Regions from separate parts of the Mus musculus genome. Here regions 1, 3 and 4 are each linked to region 2. Evidence: chromatin contacts called from public Hi-C data. All regions are on one chromosome and are shown on one strand. The core of a region is the stretch at or near the end of the contact, and the rest is flanking DNA. Distances in the headings are between cores, read along the strand shown.

Region 1 (2,700 bases), core at 37-2,536, 160 kb after region 2:
ATATTAATTATAGAAAAGAGTCGGTTACTTTTACATTTCTGTGGCAAAACGCCCAACAGAAACAAAGGCCAAATTATTTACTTTGTCTTGGACTTTCCAAGGTTTCCATCCATAGAAATCTGTGGCATTGTTACTTCTAGGCCTCTGGTAGGGTGAGTTCCCTGGGAGCACACGGTGCAGCAAAGCAGTTCACAGTGAAGTTGGCAGGAAGCAGAGACAGAAAAATGAAAGGGACTGGGTACAAGATAGATCCTCCCCAGACACTCTCCCAGTAACTTACCTCCTAGAAGTAAATCCCACATCCCCAAATATTATGAGATGCATACAAAAATGTCATTGGGATTTTAAAGGACTTATAACAAAGACAATCTAATCAATTTGCTAATATGCTACAAGCATTGGGGCTACAAATTTTCCCCTATTATATTGAGTGTATTTAAGAGTAGCTGCTTGTATTTTCATCCCCCACAAAATCTACTGTTGAATGCACCTGTGGAGGAGTCACGGTAACTAAGTTATGTACTAGCCAGTACTCAGCACATACCTCCAGTGGAGTCAGGGTAACTGAGTTATGTACTAACCATTACTCGGCACGTGCCTCTGAAGGAGTCGGGGTAACTAAGTTATGTACTAGCCAGTACTCAGCACATACCTCCAGTCGAGACAGGGTAGCAACATCAGATTCTCACATCTTTATGTGATACGAACCAAGGCATCTTTAGAGCTGAAACAAAACGAACTGAAAATAAACAGATGTCTTTGATGAACAGACTTTGCGTTTCTCTGCAAAGTCAAACAAACTTGAGTCTTGGCTGGCACACTTCAGCTGTTCCATGATTATGTAAGAGCTAGAGTGGACCCAAAATAAGAGCGGACGGTTTTCTCGACAGTTTAAACAAGTAGAGCCTGCCCTCACCCACCCACACCTCCTTCAGCCAACTGTAGCTTAATAAAATCTAAGGGTGACCATCAGGGATAAGTGGTTTATTATTTCTAAGGCTATATTACCAGCTGCATACTTATTATAACTGCTCATAACTAGACATGGTTTATTCTATTTATAGCATTTAATACTATTTTTTAAGTTTAAATAAACAGATTGAAGAAGTGAAGTCTGCATAGTAATGTTTTTACATAATATAAAAGGTATGAAACACAACCTTTTCCTTCCTTCTGTGGAGTCTAATGAAACCGCCAGTTGTTTATTTTAGCACCAGACACTCTTGGCCTGCAGAGCACGGAAAGACACAAGACAGTCTTGCTTTGATGTTTCTAGAGTTAACCAAAGAGCTCTTACAAACTAAGATAGCGAAACTGCTCTTGCCTGTCCAGGGCCCAGTCTGCACTGTGCCCACTCACTCCCTTGGCAAACAGGACTCCTAGCTCACAAAGGAACAGATCAGCAGTGCTAATGTGAGGGGAAAGAAGCCATTTTTATCTGACCTGGAAATGTTAACCCTTTATGGGACAGAGATAGCTCCAAAATCTGATAGATGAGGTCTGATTCCCTACCAACAGCCATATACAGACACACCTGCATAATAGCTTGTATGATTTCAGGAGCTCACAGACAGCACCTATTCTCTTCCTAGGTCACAGTTTTTTATTGTATGTTGTAAATTAATGTGACAAGTGAGAGATGCAAGGCAAAGTGATAATCTTGTTCTTTGATTTTTAGTGAGTTTACCAGAAAAATAATACCAGAAGCAAAATACCTAGAAATGGTGAAGAACCTTGCCAGCAGATGATGTAAAGAACTCAGCATTGTCTAAAGAGAGGTCTAGCCCATACCTCAGCTAATACTGTGATGGTTAGATTTTTTAAAAAAGTGTGTGTGTGTGTGTGTGTGTGTGTGTGTGTGTGTGTGTATGTGTACATGTGAGGTCAGAGGACAAGGTGCCAACCCTTCCCTTCTACTTGGAAACAGGCTCTCCTCTCTGCTATATAAGTCAGGCTAGCTGGCCTGTGGGCATCTGGAGATTCACTTATCTCTGCCTCTATCCTTACCATAGAAATACTGGGGTTATAGACACATGTTTGGCTTAATATAGACTCTGGGGTCCTAACCTCAGATCCTCCCCAGCCATCATGATGCATCATGGTTGTCTACTTACTGAAAGTAGAACTTGTCTTGTTGACAAACTTCCGGGAATTTTCATAGAGGTTGGACTGAGGAATGTGGGCAGCACCATTTATGTGTTGGGGCCCTAGACTGATTAAACAGGAGGAATCCAGCTAGTCACAGATACTCTACCTCTCTCTGCTTCCTGACTGCAGACCCACTGTGACCAAGTGCCATACTCTCCTGCTGCTCGGGAGACTGGACCATCATATCATGACCTGACGCAGATTGTTCCTTCCTTAAGATGTTCCTGCCATGTCTTCTATCAAAGCAATAAGAAAACATTCTCTTGTTCCTGCCATACCAGTGTGAGAGTCAAAGCTTGAGATTAAGTAGAAATCACTAGCCTACTGTTCCTCAAGCATCCTCCCCCCCCCCAGCCCCTTTACTGTTAGATTGCTAATGTCTACATACAAGATTAAGCTAAGGACTTGAGGTGGGAAGCTGAGTTTAGACTCTCAGGCTGCTATTCTGAAGGACTTGCAGCCCAGTAAAGAGAAAAGAAATATACACCTGGGAATATAAGAAAAGCAAAAGACAATAAAGACTATACATATATGTATAACAAATAAACAAGT
Region 2 (2,700 bases), core at 140-2,639:
AATGTAGCATTAGATTTTACCTGACTGCAACAGAAAACTCCATAATAGACTTTGTTTTTTCTGCACATGCACTTTGGTATGTTGAATAACTGATCCTTCTGGTCTGAGAGAGTGCTGTAGGAGGTAACGTAACTATGTCAGCTGCATATATGATCCAATAGCAATCAACTGTTTTTTTGACCTGGCTTCCCAAATATGGTAGATACCTAGCTCATGGTTCCTTGCTGGTGCTGAACAAGATGAAATCCTAGGTGAGTTTGAAGTCCCAGCTGCCTCTTAGGTTTGACAAAGTGCTCCTTTGCAAGGAATTTAGACTGGCATCCTTTCTAGGAGGGGAAGGGAGAACTCCTGTTTGGAATTTTGGTCCTTAGAACCATTTAGTTGGGTTTTGTTTGCATCATCTGAAGGTGCTTTCGTTTCCTAATTGGCAGAGTTAAGGTAGGACCCATCTATCTCCTCTATTAGTTGATGTGAAGTTACTGTGATGTAAAAACATGTTCATACCAAGGTGAGAAATTAAAATAAGGAGACTTTTTTTTTAATAAAAAGAGCACATAGAATAGAAATATTGGTGATGATAAAAATACCTTCTTAAAATGCATATCCAGACTTAATTTCAGAGTGAGTGTTAGTTTGCATTTGCATTTAAACTGTGATATAGGACCGACAAAATATTAACCCATATAAGGAGACGCCTTCTTTCAAGATTACAAATTATCATAATGGCTAAACCCTTGACTTGGATAAAACATAGTTTGTTAACTGAAGCTCAGCTCCTAGGTGTCACCGAACGAACGCCTAACTCATAGATTCTGAATTAAGGTTGTGAGTTTTTAAAAGGATAAGTTGCAAAGCAAGTTCCAGACTAAACGAATCTCTTCTCAAGACCCATTTAAAAATGTTAATGGTGAAATATTATCTGGGTCCTAGCCAAAGAACTGAAGCCTTTGGCCTCCTAGCAACCCTTGCAGAATCCTCCGCCAGGCTTTCATTGTTAAGCTGCTAATAGCTAACACGTTTGCCCATTCTCCCTCTACTTCATAGAAACAGCTTTTTTTTTTTAAATCTTCTCCAGACCTGTAAGTAGGTAGGTACTTTAGGAAAAAGTGTTAAAAGTATCCGTTCTCCTAAGTTTCAGGTCCTCAAAAAAAATTTTAAAAAAAGTATTGAAAAAGTGTAAAAGATAACATGCAACTACTCCCCAAAGATCTTAATTGGGAGCTACTGGCGCGGGAGGATGTGTGTGTGTTGACAGAGGTTCCCACAAGTTCTTCCCCCACAGCTGTTTATTCAGATATCATGGGGCGCGTCATTTACATAATAAATTTTTTTTTAAAGCAGCGAGGTTGAGTCAGACCAAGCTCTGCTCCTCTCAATTGTTGCATTTAAACCAATAAGGTTAGGACAAGAGACTAGCTGTGGTTTGCGTTGCAAAAACAAAACAAAACAAAAAGCCCCGAGGCTTCGTGGGCAGACCTACAAGGCTGCGCAAACAAATCGGGGGATGAGATTTTGCTGTTTCTTTGTCTAGGCGTCTCAGATGCTATCTGCCGCTGCCGTTCGCTGGGGCGCAAAGCCGTTCCCAAACAGACCGCGGCGAGCTGATGGCTCCGAGCTTGCGGCGAGGTAGCGAGTGTGCAGGGCCACTTCCGACTGGAAGCCTTCCTGTGGCGGTGCGCGGTGGCGGGGTCCTTCCTGGGGAAGGCGATCGCGCTCAGTCGCTCCACAGCCCGAGCCTGCAGCAGCGCCCGGGCGCAGTCCCCGGGAGCCGGGCAATCCCCGGCCTCTGCGCTCCGCTGCCAGCCGCGTCACAGCGCCTCTGAGAGCTCCCGGGTCCCCGTGTTCCTGCACAGCAGCCAAACTATGTCAGGAATGGAGGTCTGCTAACACAGAAAACTCCAAGGAGCACACTAAACCGGTGGAGGCAGCAGATGTGAGCGCTGTAAGTACAAGCTGGTGTTTGAAAAACTGTAATGACCAAGTACTACTTACTGTCTGGTGGGCAAAGCCCGAGATAACTGGAGAGCCTTTATTAGGGTTTTGGTTTGTTTTCAAAGAAAAAAAGCACTGTGGCTTGGGGAAAACAATAACACTGTTTCTGGGACTTTAGAAGCCGCTGGGTTCCGTCGTAAAATTGTAATCTTTACCCTCCAAATGATCGGAGCCATTAGGATCATTAAAGGATCATTGCAAATTAACTACTTTTGTTCTGATTTTTATAGATAAGTAGAACACTAGGTAATATTCTCAGACGGGGGAATTATTTCATATCTTTTCTTAATTGCTGCACTAGCCCCAGAATATTGAGTGGTATTGAACAGGGTTATATCCATACATAGATGTATAGGTACGAAAGGTATACTTAGTGGTATTTATTACACAGATCACTTTTTCTACGGCTAGGTTGATAAATGAGGAAAGGTTTACAACGGAAAACTCAGCAGATGAACAACGAGCTGATAACTATGTTTTCAAGAAGGACACCTTTTTGTTCCAAAGCAAATTTATCAAAGACTTTACTAAGCAGGCTCATCTTCAGTATTCGATACAATAAGCCTTTGGTCCCTTAAAGTATTTGTCCCTCTCTGGCCCTTTTTGTGATTTGAATGCACTTGGAAGCTAAACTCCAGATTTTGAAACTTTTGAATATTCGTGTAAAGCACGGCCCTTCAAAATCAGTATTTGAATTGCTAACAACTC
Region 3 (2,700 bases), core at 101-2,600, 150 kb before region 2:
TTCAACAAATACGAGGTTATCATATAATTTGTTGCATGTTGACTGGAAAGATTTTCAGGCTATTGTATGTTTAAAGTAAACTGTGCTGTGGCTAACACACAGGATGGCCAAGAATGCCACACATTTTTAGAGAATCAACTCAGAAAAGGTCAAAGGCATGTTGAAGACATTTATTACTTATAGTACAGATGAATATGCATTGCACAGGAAATTGTTTTCTTTTAAATCAGAAGTTTTCAAACTGTGGGCCATGATTCCTTTGGGGGTCCAATGAGCCTTCTACAGGGGTTGCCTAAGACCATCAGAAAACACAGATATTTACATTATAATTCATAACAGTAGCAGAGTTGCAGTTATGAAGTAGCAATAAAAATAACTTTATGGTTGGGGTGGTCCCCATAACATGAGAACTGTATTAAATGGTTGCAGCATGTAGAAGGTTAAGAACCACTGTTCGCATGAAAGAATAGAAGCCGGAGACCAAAGTACCATGAACCAAGGTACAAACAGGAAATACATCATTGTCTGACGCACTCTGTGTCACCTATAGAGCAAACACACACATCTTAGGGAGAAAGAAAGGGAATTAAGTAATACCGTAATTAAAGTTCTGAGTTCAAGTAGAGGACAACTTAGGTTTTGAACTCAGGTCTTTTCTGGTCATTAAATGAAGCCACCGAAATACCAATTATGTCGCTGGCAAGTGTCCATCTCAAAATTAAGTGTGTAATGAATTAAGCAGAAAGGAAACTATAATCTCTTTTGTTTTGTTGTTGATTTTTGACTCTGTTGGTTAGTCCTCTGCCGCTTCTTCATTGAAGCTGTTGAGCCTTGCTTTCTGCATTTGGTATTCTGCTTTTTCTGATGGATGCCCCCCTAAAATCCAGACATAGTCATTACTTAGTAGATATGAGAAACTTCCCCTAAGGCAGAGCCTTTCTAACAGGAGGGAGTGCTGACATTACACCTAACTTTCAGAGAGGAAATGTTATTGTCCCCTCATGTTTACATGGTCCTCAAGTTTTTCTTTTAGCTGCTGAGAGTAAGAAACATTATCACTTTGACAACCTTGTGCTCAAGCACTGCTGGAAAAAAGAAGAAACCGAGAGGTGTAATGAGGGCTGATGAGGCCAGCAGTGTTGACTAATTCAGGAGGGAGGGTGAGTTAAGCTGTTTTTTTGGAAACAAGATCTAAGACTGTAAGTGTAGGGCAGAGATCTGAGGATCCTGTGGAGCTGGAAAATCGGTGACAGTGGCAGACTGGTTTCTCCACCCAGTTGCTATGGCTGCCACATGACTCAAAGGTCTCTGTGTTAGAAATCTTCCAGCCGAGCTGCTGGGGGTGATCCACACATCCTTTAAGGGGTGTGGTCTGCTGGAAGGAATTTAGGGCACTCAAGTACTTGGAAGGCTGTATGGTTGTGAGTATGGTTGTGAGCAGGTCTCATGATACAATGGATGTAACAGTAAGTCGGGCTCCTAATTTTTTCTGGCTTTTAGTGTCATTATGCAACTTCTCATCTTCCGTGCCCTCCTGCTATGATGGAACCTGTCTTGTGGTAACTCATTCCTCACCATAATAGCAAAGAAATAAATGAAAAATAGATATATATGTTCTTTACTTGAAATCAAAATACAGTGAAAGTAACCTTTTGTTTACACAACTTAAGAAAGGACACTGAATTAAAGGTATCTGATCTTTTCTTTGAAAATATGTCAAAACATACTCTGTGGTTACTGTGTAACAGGAAGTTTAGTGAGGTAAGATCCATTTCCCAAATATTTAAAATATTTCTAGGTAGATGGGAAATTCATCTTAATATGTTTAATGTAGAAGATGAGCCCACGAATTCAGGGTTGGCTCCTTTGAATCTCTGGGTTCTTCAGCTACGCAGGTGGCTTTTGTCACTGATGAAAGCAGGCTGTGCATCTCTCTCTCTCTCGTGGCCTAAAATGGACTTGATGCAAGTGAATGATGCAGAAGCCAGCATACCACGTGGCCTAAGAGTCATGTTGAGGGTCAAAAGGAAGACATGTAGATCAGGCAGAGAATGAGACTCTAAGGACTTAGGAACATTTTCAAAGTGGATGAGCCAAAGATGGTACAACCCCTGTAGACAAAGGACAGTGTACTTGGTGTCAGCTCTCTTTGAGGGAGTGTGATGATTAATCTCAATTGTCAACTTTATGGAGTGTAGAAACACCAGGGAAAAGAGTCTACTAGAGCTGGCTCAGACAGGTTATCTCTATGAAGTTAATTGAAGTAGAAAGACCTGCCCTCTCTGACTTACAGCATTCCTGGATGGGGATCCCATACTATATACAAATATGAGAGTGAGTATAACACATACTATATCTGTTGTGTGCTTCTTGATAATGGCTGTGAGGTAACCTGCTGCCTAAGTCCCTGCTGCCTTGATTTCCCTGCTACGATAAGTGTGCCTTTGAACCTATGAGCCAGAACAACTCCTTTCTTCCTTAAGATGCTTTGTCATGGCAACAGGAAAGGAAGCTAAGACAGTGAGCAAATTACTCAATGAAGGGTACAAAAGATGGCATACCATTGATCTGGGCAGTCTGAGTGGGACAGTGAAGGAGGAAATCAGATTGCTTGTATTGACAAATCTAAAAGAACTAAGACATTAGGACACAATCCTGAGATTCAGCGAGGCTCTCTAGAAGTTTGGTGGAGTAAGGACT
Region 4 (2,700 bases), core at 176-2,675, 170 kb before region 2:
TACAACAAATATATTGGCCCCTGTATCCTTAACCTTCTTTTCTCCCTCCTCTTGTTTGTCCCCTTCAGAGCAAAATAACATGTCTAGTGGGCAATGTAATTACATGTTATTTTGTTCTCTCTCTCCAAGGCCTCCCACTCCCCGAACATGAAGCAGTTTTGCTTTTGACCAGCAGTTGACTAATACAGAGGCACAAAAGCAGACAGAGCCACTTATCAAAGACAAATGCCATGTGTTATTGATTGGAGAGGCCTTTCCTGGCAATTTGGCTCCTGTGTGCTCAATCAGGAATGAGCATCTTTTCTTCAGAGGCTCCTGTGTAGGGCTTCGGGTAGGCTGCCTTCTTTCTGCTCTCAGGCTCCCTTTCCCTTAAAGAAACAGCTTCAGGATAGAAAGAAGAACCAGAACTTGGCTGAAAGTGTTGGCATTGCTTAAGACAAAAGAGTAGATGGAGTTTCGGAACTAAGAGTGTTCGTCGCTGCAAGAAGGGAACCAATATCAAGAGTGTTCATACTTGCAAGCAGGGTTGACATCTCCCTTCCTCCTCTTTCTTACTGCAAGCCAACTGTATTTGAAACAAATAACAAAGCACACTGTACTCCTGTACATGTGCTGTGTACATGTATCTCTTGCTCCATGTGCTGACAGAGACAATCTTCACAGCCAGGTCGTGACAAATGAGCAGATCCTTATGGCTGTCACCCTGTCACTAAGCACATCTCCCCTCTCCTTGGCAACCTTCTGTTCCTGTTTTGTTCAAAACATTCCAGTGACCCCACAGATACACATTGTTCATGGGGCTTCCCTTCCAATCAAGTCTGCCTGTTGCTTCAAAAACACATGTATTTTGAATCCTTCCTTCCACCAAAGTACCTTGTTTCTGTTTTCCTTTACTATTGTACCTGCAAGATTCCTCAAGGTGGTGTCATTAGTGGGCAGGTTGTCCTTTTTACCTATGGGGAGTGTACACTGCATATATCTTTTGAAAAACATTAAATATATTTATAAAGTATTTCTTTGAGAACTTTGATTGTTGCATCAGTAAAACCAAGAGAATGAAAGGTACACCACATGACTAATCCTCTTTGTAGCATTATTGCTATTCAGCTGTCTTCCACTCTTAGCCCTTTGCTCCCAGGATTATACTTAGGAGTGGGCACTTTGGAGGTATGCTTATTGTTTCTAGAATGATTCTTTCCTTGCTACCTAAATATCTCCAGGAAAGGAATCAAACCATTGGTTTTTCTCATTATACACTTTTTAAAAGAAGCCTTTTGAATGGGTTTATATACACAGCTAGGCATCAAAGCATATGCATTATGCTCAGCATATCCAGTTATCATTCACTGTAAGCTTGTGAAGTCCTGTGACTCAGCACATCCAGTTATCACTCACTATAAGCTGGTGAAGTCCTGTGACTCAGCACACCCAGTTATCACTCACTATAAGCTGGGGAAGTTCTATGACTCAGCACACCCAGTTATCACTCACTATAAGCTTGTGACGCTCCTGTGACTCATATCGCCTTGGTTCTTTGTCTGTGGGTACAGAACTGTGATGAGGAGGAAAGAGATGATGGCACTCTGTATGTCTCCCAATTATTCCAGAGATCTGGGCTGGGCATAGAGTGGACAGAAGTGTAATCACAATAGCTAGTCTTTTAACGCACCCCCTCCCCCAACAGCTAGAAAGCTTAGCCAGTCCCTCTGGACTGAGAGATGTGTCCTTGTAATTTTCAGTGGGTATGATTGCGTTTGAGATGATTCTAAACCGCCAGTGGCTACACCACTGAAGAAAATCTCTCTGCCTGCCCTAACAGCCATGACTGCCTATAGATCCCCGGGTTCTGATAGGGCCTCCCTCATGAGCCCCTCCCACCTCCATGGTCTGGTAAGTAGTTCCACAGCACTCCACCCCTTCCTGTGCCTGGGGGTAGGTTTCTCAGCAGCTGTATAACAGAAGTGCTAGTATCTCTTTCTCTTTTTTTCCTTAGGTCAAATCATAAGTTTGCAGTTCAAATGGAATCATGATTCAAAAAGTGTTTTGAAAACATTTTAAAATATAATATAATTTGAATGTACTTTTTACTGGCAACATCTCTAAAAAGGGCTGGAGTGGTACCTTAATAGCTAAGAGCAATGGCTGCTGTTTAGAGGAATCAGCTTTGAATCCAAGGACCCCCATGGTAGCTCACAAACATCTATGACTCCACTCTCAGGGTCCCATTGCCCCATCTCCTTCTGGCCTCCATGTGTACCAGCCACGCACACAATGCAAAGACATACATGTAGACAAAAATACCCACATTACATAAAGTGAAATAAATTTAAAAATTTAAAATTTCTAAAAAAATATTGGCCAGCATAAGATATCACAGCATATGTGTTGGTAGCTGACAGGGAGGGTTAAAACTGAGGCATTTCATTACAAAGTTCAGGTGACTTTCTCTAATCTAGAAAGTTTCAGAGGATTATCTTCTAGATCTCTTAAGAATAATGGTACTTTAGGATGCTATTATAATTCTTGAAACTCAAACTTGGCTCCTTTAAGTTAAAGTAAATTTGCATTGCTAATGACCGTTTTTATTTGGTTATTAAATTTCTCAGTTAAAAAAAATCATTAAATTGAGCGTGTATAAATCTTATTTTTGTATTGGGAGATTCTAGAAATAAAAGGTAACTTTGAAATAAAATGGAAAAA

What was found. A called contact is a pair of places that touch in the nucleus more often than the background predicts.
Region 1: a contact with region 2 is called in a Hi-C map of pre-B cells, with 7 times the contacts expected there. The contact joins the enhancer-like site here to the promoter of Eya1 in region 2. A contact is called at or near these places in 2 of 39 promoter capture datasets (the C10 cell line and pre-B cells), 6 of 484 Hi-C or Micro-C datasets (B cells, the C10 cell line, neutrophils and 3 more), 5 of 115 datasets of contacts at active chromatin or transcription factors (embryonic limb bud, embryonic stem cells and stem cell-derived neural progenitor cells) and 4 of 9 other capture datasets (adipose tissue, embryonic stem cells, liver and 1 more).
Region 3: a contact with region 2 is called in a Hi-C map of nephron progenitors, with 4 times the contacts expected there. The contact joins the enhancer-like site here to the promoter of Eya1 in region 2. A contact is called at or near these places in 5 of 39 promoter capture datasets (the 3T3-L1 cell line, 3T3-L1-derived adipocytes, the C10 cell line and 2 more), 4 of 484 Hi-C or Micro-C datasets (embryonic fibroblasts and nephron progenitors) and 2 of 115 datasets of contacts at active chromatin or transcription factors (craniofacial prominence and heart atrium).
Region 4: a Hi-C map of the G1E-ER4 cell line shows a contact between it and region 2, with 3 times the contacts expected there. The contact joins the enhancer-like site here to the promoter of Eya1 in region 2. A contact is called at or near these places in 5 of 39 promoter capture datasets (the 3T3-L1 cell line, cranial neural crest, frontonasal cranial neural crest and 1 more), 8 of 484 Hi-C or Micro-C datasets (the 3T3-L1 cell line, 3T3-L1-derived adipocytes, the G1E-ER4 cell line and 3 more) and 2 of 115 datasets of contacts at active chromatin or transcription factors (the NIH/3T3 cell line and craniofacial prominence).

The regions. Positions count from the first base shown.
Region 1 is chr1:14,149,452-14,152,151 of GRCm38.p6, reverse strand. No RefSeq gene overlaps it. Among named protein-coding and RNA genes, the nearest start is that of Gm39596, 110 kb to the right of the region's middle. Within about 2 kb of position 1,286, at least 23 of the 459 cell types and tissues checked have an H3K27ac peak or open chromatin away from gene starts, as enhancers often do. A contact at or near this core is called in B cells and pre-B cells, where this site is marked.
Region 2 is chr1:14,308,888-14,311,587 of GRCm38.p6, reverse strand. It overlaps Eya1 (EYA transcriptional coactivator and phosphatase 1), which reads left to right and starts at 1,389. Exons shown (of 18, transcript NM_001310459.1): 1 at 1,389-1,942.
Region 3 is chr1:14,461,256-14,463,955 of GRCm38.p6, reverse strand. No RefSeq gene overlaps it. Among named protein-coding and RNA genes, the nearest start is that of Eya1, 150 kb to the right of the region's middle. Within about 2 kb of position 1,350, at least 23 of the 459 cell types and tissues checked have an H3K27ac peak or open chromatin away from gene starts, as enhancers often do. A contact at or near this core is called in embryonic fibroblasts and nephron progenitors, where this site is marked.
Region 4 is chr1:14,483,481-14,486,180 of GRCm38.p6, reverse strand. No RefSeq gene overlaps it. Among named protein-coding and RNA genes, the nearest start is that of Eya1, 170 kb to the right of the region's middle. Within about 2 kb of position 1,425, at least 61 of the 459 cell types and tissues checked have an H3K27ac peak or open chromatin away from gene starts, as enhancers often do. A contact at or near this core is called in the G1E-ER4 cell line, the NIH/3T3 cell line and pre-megakaryocyte-erythroid progenitors, where this site is marked.